3 separate regions of the Mus musculus genome follow, and all the other regions are linked to region 3. The links are chromatin contacts, called in public HiChIP or PLAC-seq maps. All regions are on one chromosome and are shown on one strand. The core of a region is the stretch at or near the end of the contact, and the rest is flanking DNA. Distances in the headings are between cores, read along the strand shown.

Region 1 (3,060 bases), core at 366-2,865, 210 kb after region 3:
ATTTGTGGCACCTGCTGTAAAGGCTTGACGGTTCTGCCCCATGGCCTGATATCACTTAAGATGCTACAAGCCCTGCTCATGCTTGTCTAACATTCACAAAGTCCCGAGTTGATCCCGGCAGCACCTCATAACCAGGGTGGTACACACACAACACCTCCCCACCCCCCCCCCAAAAAAGTAAAGAGATTCTGATATGGACCTCAAATTTGGTTTTTCTTAACTCCTTTTAACCAATTTTGATCAACATATTTGGCTTCCGATTTCATGTGGTCTGTGTCATGGACCATTTACACACACCAAGTCCATTACACTCCAACTTGACCCAACTGCAGAAAAACTAGGTAGCACTATACTGAACTGGCGCCTCTGCACACCAGGGAACAACATAAGCACAGTAAGGCTGGGGTTAGGGCTGGCAAACCAATGCACCCACCGGGTTCATTTCCAGAACCACAAAAAACCAAAAACAAAACAAAAACAACAACAAAAAACCTCTGTCAGATTACATGCTTCCCAGGGGTGGAGCCAAGTCCTTCCTTCCAACACAGCCTGTGACACTCCAAGGTGTGTAAACAGAATCCAAGTTCACTATGCAGCCTTTCTTACATTTTGAGACAGAACACTCAGGTCCGTAAGACCTCTCCGCTAGAAAAAAAAGCATTTTGTAAATTCAAGATAGAGAAATGTCAGTCATTTTCAGCAAATGAGGCCTCCAGAATGCTGATGCAGGCATGCTGTTAGTCCACGTCTAAACTGTTGCAGGCCTCTAAATCTGTTTTCCCTCTTTCTCTCTCATCTTCATCCCTATCGCCATTTCTAATCCCTGGTCAGAAGATACCGAAAACATTGGTCAAGACACCATTAACTTTCAACCTACAGTACAAGGATAATATAATATACCGTCACAAAGTTTGGGGAACCAGAATTCACAAAGGAACTCGCAGCTACAGGATCGCCAACAATTTGTCATTTTTGAGGACAAAGCGTCCTAAGGGACCTTCCTGTCATCTTTCCTTGGACCCCACCCCCAGATGTGGGAACCTACCTTCTGAAGCATCCTCTATGCAGAGTAGGGTAACGGGGGTGGGAGGGACGCGGTGTTTGGTTCACACTCAGCCTCAGGCTGATAGCATGAGCCCCTTAGCACCTGCATCCCGCCGAGCCAGGTGGGCAGGGATGCGGAGGGCGCGGCTCACCTACCTGCAGGCGCACGTTGAGCATCATGGAAGCCACGATGTAGAGGTAAGGAAAGTTGATGCGCAGCCGCCAAGCCAAGTCAAAGAAGATGAGCAGCGTGCGGGTCAGCCCCTTGCAGAAGACCCCATAGGAGCGGGCGGCGGCCGAGCGCGACAGCCGGACAGCCAGACCCGACAGAGCCGTCGCCATATAGAGATCCGCGGCGCCCCCACTGCCCGCCCGCCCTCCCTCTCCGCGCCCCGTCGCCCAAGGCCTCCTCTCCCGGGCCGCTGCTCAGCGCTCAGCGATCTCAGGGAGCAAGGGAGACCGCGGCGAGGCCGGCAGGAGGGCGGGCCGCGGGGGAGCCGAGTCTGCGCGTCACTCTCCGGAGGCGACTCCACCAGCTACCACCTGGATTCCCGGCCGGGCCGCGCGGCCTGACGTCACAAAGCCGGCCCGCGCCTGCGCAGGCAGCAGACTCCGCCTCCCGCCCCGCCCCGGGCCGCCCCGCCCCTCGGGCGGCTTTCCTGCAAGTGAAGTGCGCATGAGTTGGAGACTAGGGTTGGCTGCGTTGCATCTGGCGTCCTCTAATGGTGAAGAGTTGAGAATAACGACACAGGGAAAGTGGCGTGGTGGCGCTAGCCTGTTAATATTCCAGCACTCAAGAGACTGAAGCAGGAAAAACATGAACTCAAGGCTGGCTGCTCCTCCAGAGGACCCTCAGTTCAGTTTCCCGTACCCACACTAGGTGGCTCAAAATCCACCTGTAGCTGGCTCCAGGAGAGCCAATATCTGACCTTCCTGGGCATCTGCACTCATTCGCACACACACCACATCCAAATAAAAATCAATCTTTAAAATATAACAGAAAAGAGATGATGCCTGGGTATGGCCACAGGTACTTTATAACACACATATTCCTAAAAATGGTTACAGTGAGACCAGCAAAATGGTGAAGTAGGTAAAATGCACTTCCCATTGCTCCAGAGGATCTGAGTTCAATTCCTGAGACCCTCATGGTGGAAGAACACAAGTGACTCTAGGGTGTTGCCTTCTATGCTGCTCATTTATTTTTGTTAACGTGACACAAGATAGACCAGCAGTTCTCAACCAGTGGGTCGCGACCTCTCTGGAGACCGAACGATCCTTTCACAGTGGTTAGCCTAAGACCACCTGTATATCAGATATTTACATTACGATTCGTAAAATTAGCAAAACTAAAGTTATAAAGTCGTTGTGAAATAATTTTATGGTTGGTGGTCACCACACGAAGAACTGTATTAAGGGGGTCGCGCATTGGAAGGCTGAGAACCTCGTCTAGAGTTATCTAATTCCTAGAGTTATGCTGGAAAAAGGAACCTCAATTGAAAAACTGCCTCCATCAGGTTGACCTGTAAGCGATTCTGTACGGCATCTTCTTGTTTGGTGATGGGTGTGAGAGGGTCCAGGCCATAAAGGGTGATATCAACTCAGCAGCAGCCTCCTGAAACTGGAATAGCAACAGGTTAGCGCTGCCACGCCACGTTCCCTGTTATCCTCAGCTTCACCATTAGAGGGCGCCAGGACGCAACGCAGCAACCCCACTCTACGACTCACACATGTAAGAAAACAAGGTAAACCTGGTGGTCCGTGGTGGTGATGGTGCATGCTTTTAACCCCAGTACTCAGTAGACAGAGGCAGGCAGATCTCTGTGAGTTCGAGGTCAGTCCAGTTTTTAGACTGAGATCCAGAACAGCCAAAGCTACACAGAGAAACCCTGTTAAGAAAAGAAAAGAAATATAAGGCAAAGGCAAATAAATTCTTTTCTCCCCACCTTGTTTTTGGTAATAGTGTTTAGCACAGCAGTAGAAATCAAAAAACACATCTTCCCATCTCCTCCAGCC
Region 2 (3,259 bases), core at 214-2,713, 230 kb before region 3:
TATGAATTGAGATTGCCATTCTGCACTCTCACCCGTGCCTGTGTGCTTGGGATAACTGTTCTTTCAGTGGTCGTCATCTCAATGTCATGTCTGCACAGGTCTGAAAAGGAGCCCCAGTTTAAGTTCATCTACTTCAACCACATGAATTTAGCAGAGAAAAGTACAATTCACATGAGGAAAACGCCCAGTGTGTCACTCACATCCGTCCACCCAGATCTAATGAAGATATTAGGGGACATCAACAGTGACTTTACCAGGTAATCCCAGCGACTTCTCAAAGCGGATGTTGCCTTTCTGAGAATAGATTTAAAGGAGTTATACGTATGTATATTTATATTTATCTTATTTGTTTGTTTACATGGGATTCACTGTATAACCTAGTAGTACTTAAACTCAAGATCTCTCTGCCTCAGCCTTCTCAGGGCTGGGATTATAGACATATGCCTGCATGCCTAGCTAAATAATTACCTTTAAACCAAGTGACCCAGAGCCCTTGAGAAGAGACTGCTTCCACATCACACAAGGTTGCCTTTCATACGTGACTACTTAACTATTTATAACTACAACTTAGTGTCGTTTCTTTCTTTCTTTTTAAGATTTATTTACTTTATGTATATGAGTACACAGTAGCTGTACAGATGGTTGTGAGCCACCATGTGGTTGCTGGGAATTAAACTTGGCTTCTGCTTGCTCCAGCCCTAAGATTTATTTATTGTTATATGTAAGTACACTGTAGCTGTCTTCAGACACTCCAGAAGAGGGCGTCAGATCTCATTACAGATGGTTGTGAGCCACCATGTGGTTGCTGAGAATTGAACTCAGTACCTTCGGAAGAGCAGTCAGTGCTCTTAACCACTGAGCCATCTCTCCAGCCCCTTAGTACCATTTCTTGTTTTGAATTCTTTTTCTCTTCCCAGTCTAGCTGTGTACATAAAAGCATCCCACTCTGAAACTTTGTTACAGAGCAGATGAAGATGAAGAAATCATTGTGAAGGCCATGAGCGACTACTGGGTTGTTGGGAAGAAGTCTGACCAGCGGGAGCTGTACGTGATTCTCAGTCAGAAGAATGCGAACCTGATCGAGGTCAATGGTAAGGGGGCCTGGGACCTCAGGAGAACTTTAACCACGGATACTTCAAATAATCTTTCCCTGGGTTAAGAAACTATAGAAGCTGCACATTGTGGTCATACCTATAATTCCAGCTGAGGCAGGAGGATCAGGAGTTTACGTCCATCCTCAGCTACAGAGTGAGTTTGAACTCAGCCTGGACTACAGGAGACCCTATCTCAAAAAAAAGTAAATATGGCCTGAGAAGTGGCCTAGTGGGTACAGGAGCGTGCTGCCAAGCTTGGTGACACACAGAATGTCCTCAGACCTCATGCATGCATACTGTATCCCTCCATACACACACGTGCACACACAAGGAAATAGGAAGTTCTTTAAAAGGGAAGTAACTTGGTGAGCTGCAGCAGTGGCTCCGGGTTAAGACGTTGGCTTAGTTCCAGCTCCCACACAGTGGCCCGCAGGCAGCCGTAGCCCCGTTCTCACGGATCCAATACCTCGTCTGTCCTCTGACAGCATCGGGCACACGTGGTGATAGACATACATGCTGACAAAAGATAGTCACATAAAATAAACATTAGAAAGCAAAAAAACAGGGACTGCAGAGACAGCTCCAGAGGCTCAGGGTCTCTGCTGCTCTTACAGGGACTCAAGTTTGGTCTACACATGGGGCAGCTCATAACTGCCCCAGAAATCAAACAAACAGAAGCTCCTGGCCTTGGATCCCAGCTTTTCAAGAGGCAAGAGGATGAGAACTTCAAAGTCTGCCTGGGCTATTAATGGAGTCTCTACCTTGAATAAATGGTGGGGGGGAAATGAGATGGGTGTCAGGGGTCTGTGAGGGATGTAGCCCACTGCTACACCCGCCGAGCATGAGTGAGGGCCTAACTCAGCCTCCAGTGCAAACAGAAACCAGAACACAACTCCTAAGATCCAAGCAGATGCTTCTATTCTGTGTATTTCGGGTTTAAAGAAAACTTTATTTCATGCATATGGGTATTTTACCAGCATTTATGTCTGTGTCCCACCCACTTGTGCCTGGTCCCTGAGGAAGCCAGAAGGAGCTGCAGTTACTGACAGTTGTAGGCTGTCCTGTGGGTGCCGAGAACCAAATGGGGTCTTCTGTAAGAATAGCAGGTGCTCCTAGCCACTGAGCTGTGTCTCCAGTCCCCCATTAAATGCTTTTATTTCTCCTGTGGGGTGGGAAACTTAACAGTGCCTAAAAGAAAAGTGTTTTCTAAAGTGCTACAAAAAGAAAAATCAGCAAACAAGGCATGGCTGCCCACTGTACAAATGTCCTTTTATAGCTGCCCACTGTACAAATGTCCTTTTATAGCTGCCCACTGTACAAATGTCCTTTTATAGATCCTGTGATGAGAACCCTCCAGGCTGCCAGGTTCACAGGGCACTTCCAGCTGTCACCATCTGCACATGGGCAGAAGAATGCAGTTTTTTTCTGCCTTCCCATCAGGGCGGGGTTGGTCTCCTTTCTGGACAGTGTGATCTAGCAGCTGCTTTATGGGTCTTAATGAATGTTGTCCTGGAGAAAAGATCGCATTGTCCTCATGGGATTGGGCTTCGCCACTGCTCTCTGTGGCATGACACTAACGGCAGGCAGGGGACAAATCCTACCAAGCTCATCATAAGTGACATAGAGGATCTTAACATCTGTTCTTTTGTTGGTTTGTTTTGGGCTTTTGTTTTGTGTTTTTGAGACAAGAGCTTCCATCTGGCTGGCCTGAAAGTTGCTATGTAGGCCAGTCCAACCTTGAACTTACAGCCATTGTCCCACGGTTTCCTAACGTTGTGATTACAGGCAGCCTCACTGTGCCCAGCATTAGGACATTTCAGGTCTTCATTTGCATTAGTATTTGGGTGCATGCAGAGATAAAATGGGAGTTTAAAGGGGTGGGCATGGAGCTCAGTGGTATAGCATTTGCCTGGCATACTCAAGGCCCTGGGCTCTCTACTTAGCACCACAGAAATTAAAATAGGTGGATTTGATGGATCAACTAATCCAAGGTGATTATCTCTGGAAAACCCTTGATCGACATCTCAAGACTGTGGCCAGGGTTTTTGTACATCCATCCCGTCAGCTTCTCAGGAGCATTGCACTTCTAGTGCTGACCCACGAGGATCTCAGGCTCTCCGCAAACCAGTTCTTTTAGAACCAAAACAGTGGTACCCTAGTGTGTT
Region 3 (3,307 bases), core at 611-3,110:
GAGTGTGCTTTAAATTAGACTTTGAAAAATGGCAGTTGCTAGCCTTCACAATGGTGCCTACCAAGAGTTACTTCTGGCTGCCACACCCTCGCCAACTTTCCTTGTGCTCTGTTGAGATTGGTCTGTGTGTTCAAGACCACAGAATGAACATTACATGCCTGTAAGATACGTTCGAGACACCAGAGTAGATATCTTGACCCTCTCATCTGTTTTTAAGGGAAGAAAAATAAAATCACACTGATATTTGGACTGTCAGAGACTCTAAAGTATTTGTTAAGGGGTAATTTGTGACACAGGAGGAATTAATAAACAAGTTCAACTATGTCTCAGGCATCAGGCTGGGGTGAGAACTGGCCAGGAAAACTTTTGTTTACTTGGTGCCAGGCAACACTTGTGATGTCATCGAGATTAGAACCCTCACTTGGTAGGTCCTCACCTACACAGTGACAGTTAGCGTGCAGACTCGGCTGACTCAGCAGGTGAGCACACCTACTTTTGCTCTCTCTCTCCTCCTCCTCTCGACTTGGTGTGATGCTGGGGGTCCGACCCAGGGCCTTGCCTGACCTAGACAAGCAAAGCACGACTGAGCGACACCCCAGCCACTTCTGCTGTGGTTCTTTTTAAAATATTTTTCCGCTTTTCAGTTTTCTGGCACAAGGTATCACTCTCTTGCCCAGGCTGGTCTAGAACACACAGTGTCATCTAGGCTAGCCTCTCAGTCAGCGATCCTTCTGCCTCAGTCTCCCAGGTGCTGGGATTACAGGAGCGTACCACATCTGGCTTGCCTTCTTCACTTCCTCCAAGGCGAATGGCTAAGGAATCCTCACTGAATTCCTTGGGTCAACTAAGACATCTTACATGGCGATTTCCACAATTAACCGCCAACATGAGAGGGTTGCTCCAATTTCAATCCTTTTGGCTTTGAGGCCTCAATGTCAGTACAAGAGGCAAAGGATATATTATTACATTGCTTTAAAAAACAAAAAACCTTTTCAAGAAAGTACACAAAGCTTCTGACAAAGCTTTAACAAACGCCTAGCCAGTAGCACAGTGCTGTAATTCCCAGCACTTATGCAGGATGAGAGGCAGGTAGGGGGTGCCAAGGCAAACCCCAGCTACAGCCCAAGTTTACAGACAGCTGAGCTAAAGCACACCCAGTCTGAAAAAAAACAAAGGCTGGACATGATGTCAGGCCCTGTAATTGCAGCATTGTAAGGCAGAGACAAGATTAGCACAAGTGTATGGGCTGTTCACAGCAAGACCTCATCTCAAAAATAAATGAGAAAAAAAGTTACCCTAATATTTTTAGTACCATTATAACAGTGGGTCCTAAAATAATGTCATTTTTGGCAGGGGTTGAGAAAACTATCTCCACGCACACGCACATGCACACACTGGTGAATAAGGATGAAGTTTTACTTAACCTGTGCCACGGCCCTTCATTTGGGAAGGAGATCTGGATGTTACCTAACTTGCAGGTTCCAAGTGAGATTAAATAGCTGGCGTATTTACAGCAGGCTCTCGGGAACTCATACCCCGTGTTGTGATCTTTGGTGAGCTCGGATCCTGTAGCCTTGGATCTTAGGAGATTTGTTTAAATTAACGCGCACCAATTCTTTTTTTCAGATCGATTTCAACTCGACTGCGAATCTGTGCGGTCGGGTCGGGTAGTCTTTTTTTTTTTACTTAGGTGAGCTGGAAACACATTCTCCAACACGCTTTGCATGGTCCTTAGCTAGAGCCTCAGCTGCTACCTAGATTCATATTTCCTGGTCCTTCAACATTAACAGGGGCTGGGTCCGAGGGTCCACAGTTTCTGAAGCATCACTGTATCTGAACTCCCAGAGGCCGGTGCTGTCCGTTAGTAACGCCCACTGCGCGCGGGATGCAGGGACAGCTCGCAGGCGCACTGCGCTGGCCGCGCTCGGCACCCGTAGGGTTAGGTTGGGGCGCAGTAACTGGAAGTGTCCCCTCCCCGGGAGGAAGTTACACATTGGCCTCTTGCGCCTGGTGGAGATAGAACTTCCGCCGGCTCCGCCCCCTTCCACTTCCGGTAGGGAAGAATGGGTTGGTCCCACATGGGCAAAAACTGGCTGGAAGACTTTAGTGGTGGCGTTTTGGGAGCGGCAGCCAAGGGTCGCATTCGACTGTGTGGCCCTCCTGCCGCCTTTACAAACTGTCTTTCAGAGAACCTAATCCCCTTTGACCATGACACCTAATTTCAGTCATTCTGCTGTGACCAAAAGTAAGCTCCGTGTCCACAATGGCCTCCTACCTTATACTCCCAAACACTATACATCCATGTAATATATATTTAAGAGCCACCCGGGTTTGGTTCTTTTGTCTTACTCAGACATCATGAGTAAGGAGTCTGGTGTGGTGGCCCATGTCATTAATCCCAGCACTTAGGAGTAGAAGCAAGTGTGTTAGGAGTTATATATCATCCTGAGGTGTATAGACCATTTGGTGAGAGCCTGGGCTACATTCAATGTATGTATAGAAAGAGGGAGGGAGGAAAGGAGAAGAGAGACCAAGGAGAGGGGAAATGCTGAGCAGTGAGGAGGCGCTGGTAGGCTATTGACTAGTTGACCTGGGCCTCCAAGTTCAAAACAGGAGCTAGGCTGGACTATTTAAGTCCTGAGAGTCACAGGCTTATGGTTTCAGGCCCTGACCCTAACCTGGAGTCTACTCTTCATATCACCACCTCAGGCCTGCCATACTTATTTCAAAAACCTAAATATAGCAAAAGATTTATGGGCCTAATGTAAAAAGATGGCAATGGCTTACTGCTTCTAAATTGTAGTCAAACCTAGTGAGGTATCAATATTTGTAATCTGGACATATGGGAAATAAAGACAGGGTGAGGAGGAGGTAATTACACAATTAGGTAAGGGCTACGTGAAGCCCTGTCTGAGAAAGCTGAGACAAACGGCTTTGGGTCGAAAAGGGTATGTGTAGCGAGAGTATTACAGCCATCATGACATTGTCCATAATGCAAATGAAGGATCGAGTTTGTACCAAAGGCCTTCAGGGAGAGTTGGGCAGGGGTAGCATCCTCCCCTGGCCCCTGTGAAATGGCTTCAGGGGCCTGTAGAGTTTCCTTTATTCTGTCTTGTTTAGGAATGCTGCTTTCTAAGGCCGGTGGTCTAGACCGGCTGTAACCATGGCAGGTCTTCAGCCATGCTTGCAGTGCAGCTGCTGTGGGGTCCTCACCATGACTGCAGTGTGGACGGCATGCGAGCTGCCCTGAGAGATGCACCACCTCAGCAATGAGGGTGCGCTTGACTGGCAGCTCCCACTCAACAGA

The links. HiChIP or PLAC-seq counts read pairs in DNA pulled down with a chosen protein or histone mark.
Region 1: a FOXA1 HiChIP or PLAC-seq map of pancreatic cancer cells shows a contact between it and region 3. The contact joins the promoter of Fam220a here to the promoter of D130017N08Rik in region 3. A contact is called at or near these places in 2 of 39 promoter capture datasets (cranial neural crest and fetal liver), 3 of 115 datasets of contacts at active chromatin or transcription factors (bone marrow-derived macrophages, embryonic stem cells and pancreatic cancer cells) and 1 of 9 other capture datasets (adipose tissue).
Region 2: an H3K4me3 HiChIP or PLAC-seq map of bone marrow-derived macrophages shows a contact between it and region 3, with 2.4 times the contacts expected there. The contact joins the enhancer-like site here to the promoter of D130017N08Rik in region 3. A contact is called at or near these places in 10 of 39 promoter capture datasets (the 3T3-L1 cell line, cranial neural crest, hematopoietic stem and progenitor cells and 5 more), 3 of 484 Hi-C or Micro-C datasets (the G1E-ER4 cell line and nephron progenitors) and 1 of 115 datasets of contacts at active chromatin or transcription factors (bone marrow-derived macrophages).

The regions. Positions count from the first base shown.
Region 1 is chr5:143,547,275-143,550,334 of GRCm38.p6, reverse strand. Fam220a (family with sequence similarity 220, member A) reads right to left here and starts at 1,615. Exons shown (of 2, transcript NM_133703.5): 1 at 1,201-1,615.
Region 2 is chr5:143,988,470-143,991,728 of GRCm38.p6, reverse strand. Ccz1 (CCZ1 vacuolar protein trafficking and biogenesis associated) reads left to right here. Exons shown (of 15, transcript NM_177682.3): 13 at 99-257; 14 at 964-1,091. Among named protein-coding and RNA genes, the nearest start is that of Gm17135, 9.1 kb to the right of the region's middle. Within about 2 kb of position 1,463, at least 53 of the 459 cell types and tissues checked have an H3K27ac peak or open chromatin away from gene starts, as enhancers often do. A contact at or near this core is called in bone marrow-derived macrophages, where this site is marked.
Region 3 is chr5:143,756,907-143,760,213 of GRCm38.p6, reverse strand. D130017N08Rik (RIKEN cDNA D130017N08 gene) reads right to left here and starts at 1,860. Exons shown (of 2, transcript NR_015486.2): 1 at 1,425-1,860. It also overlaps a transcript of Usp42 not described here.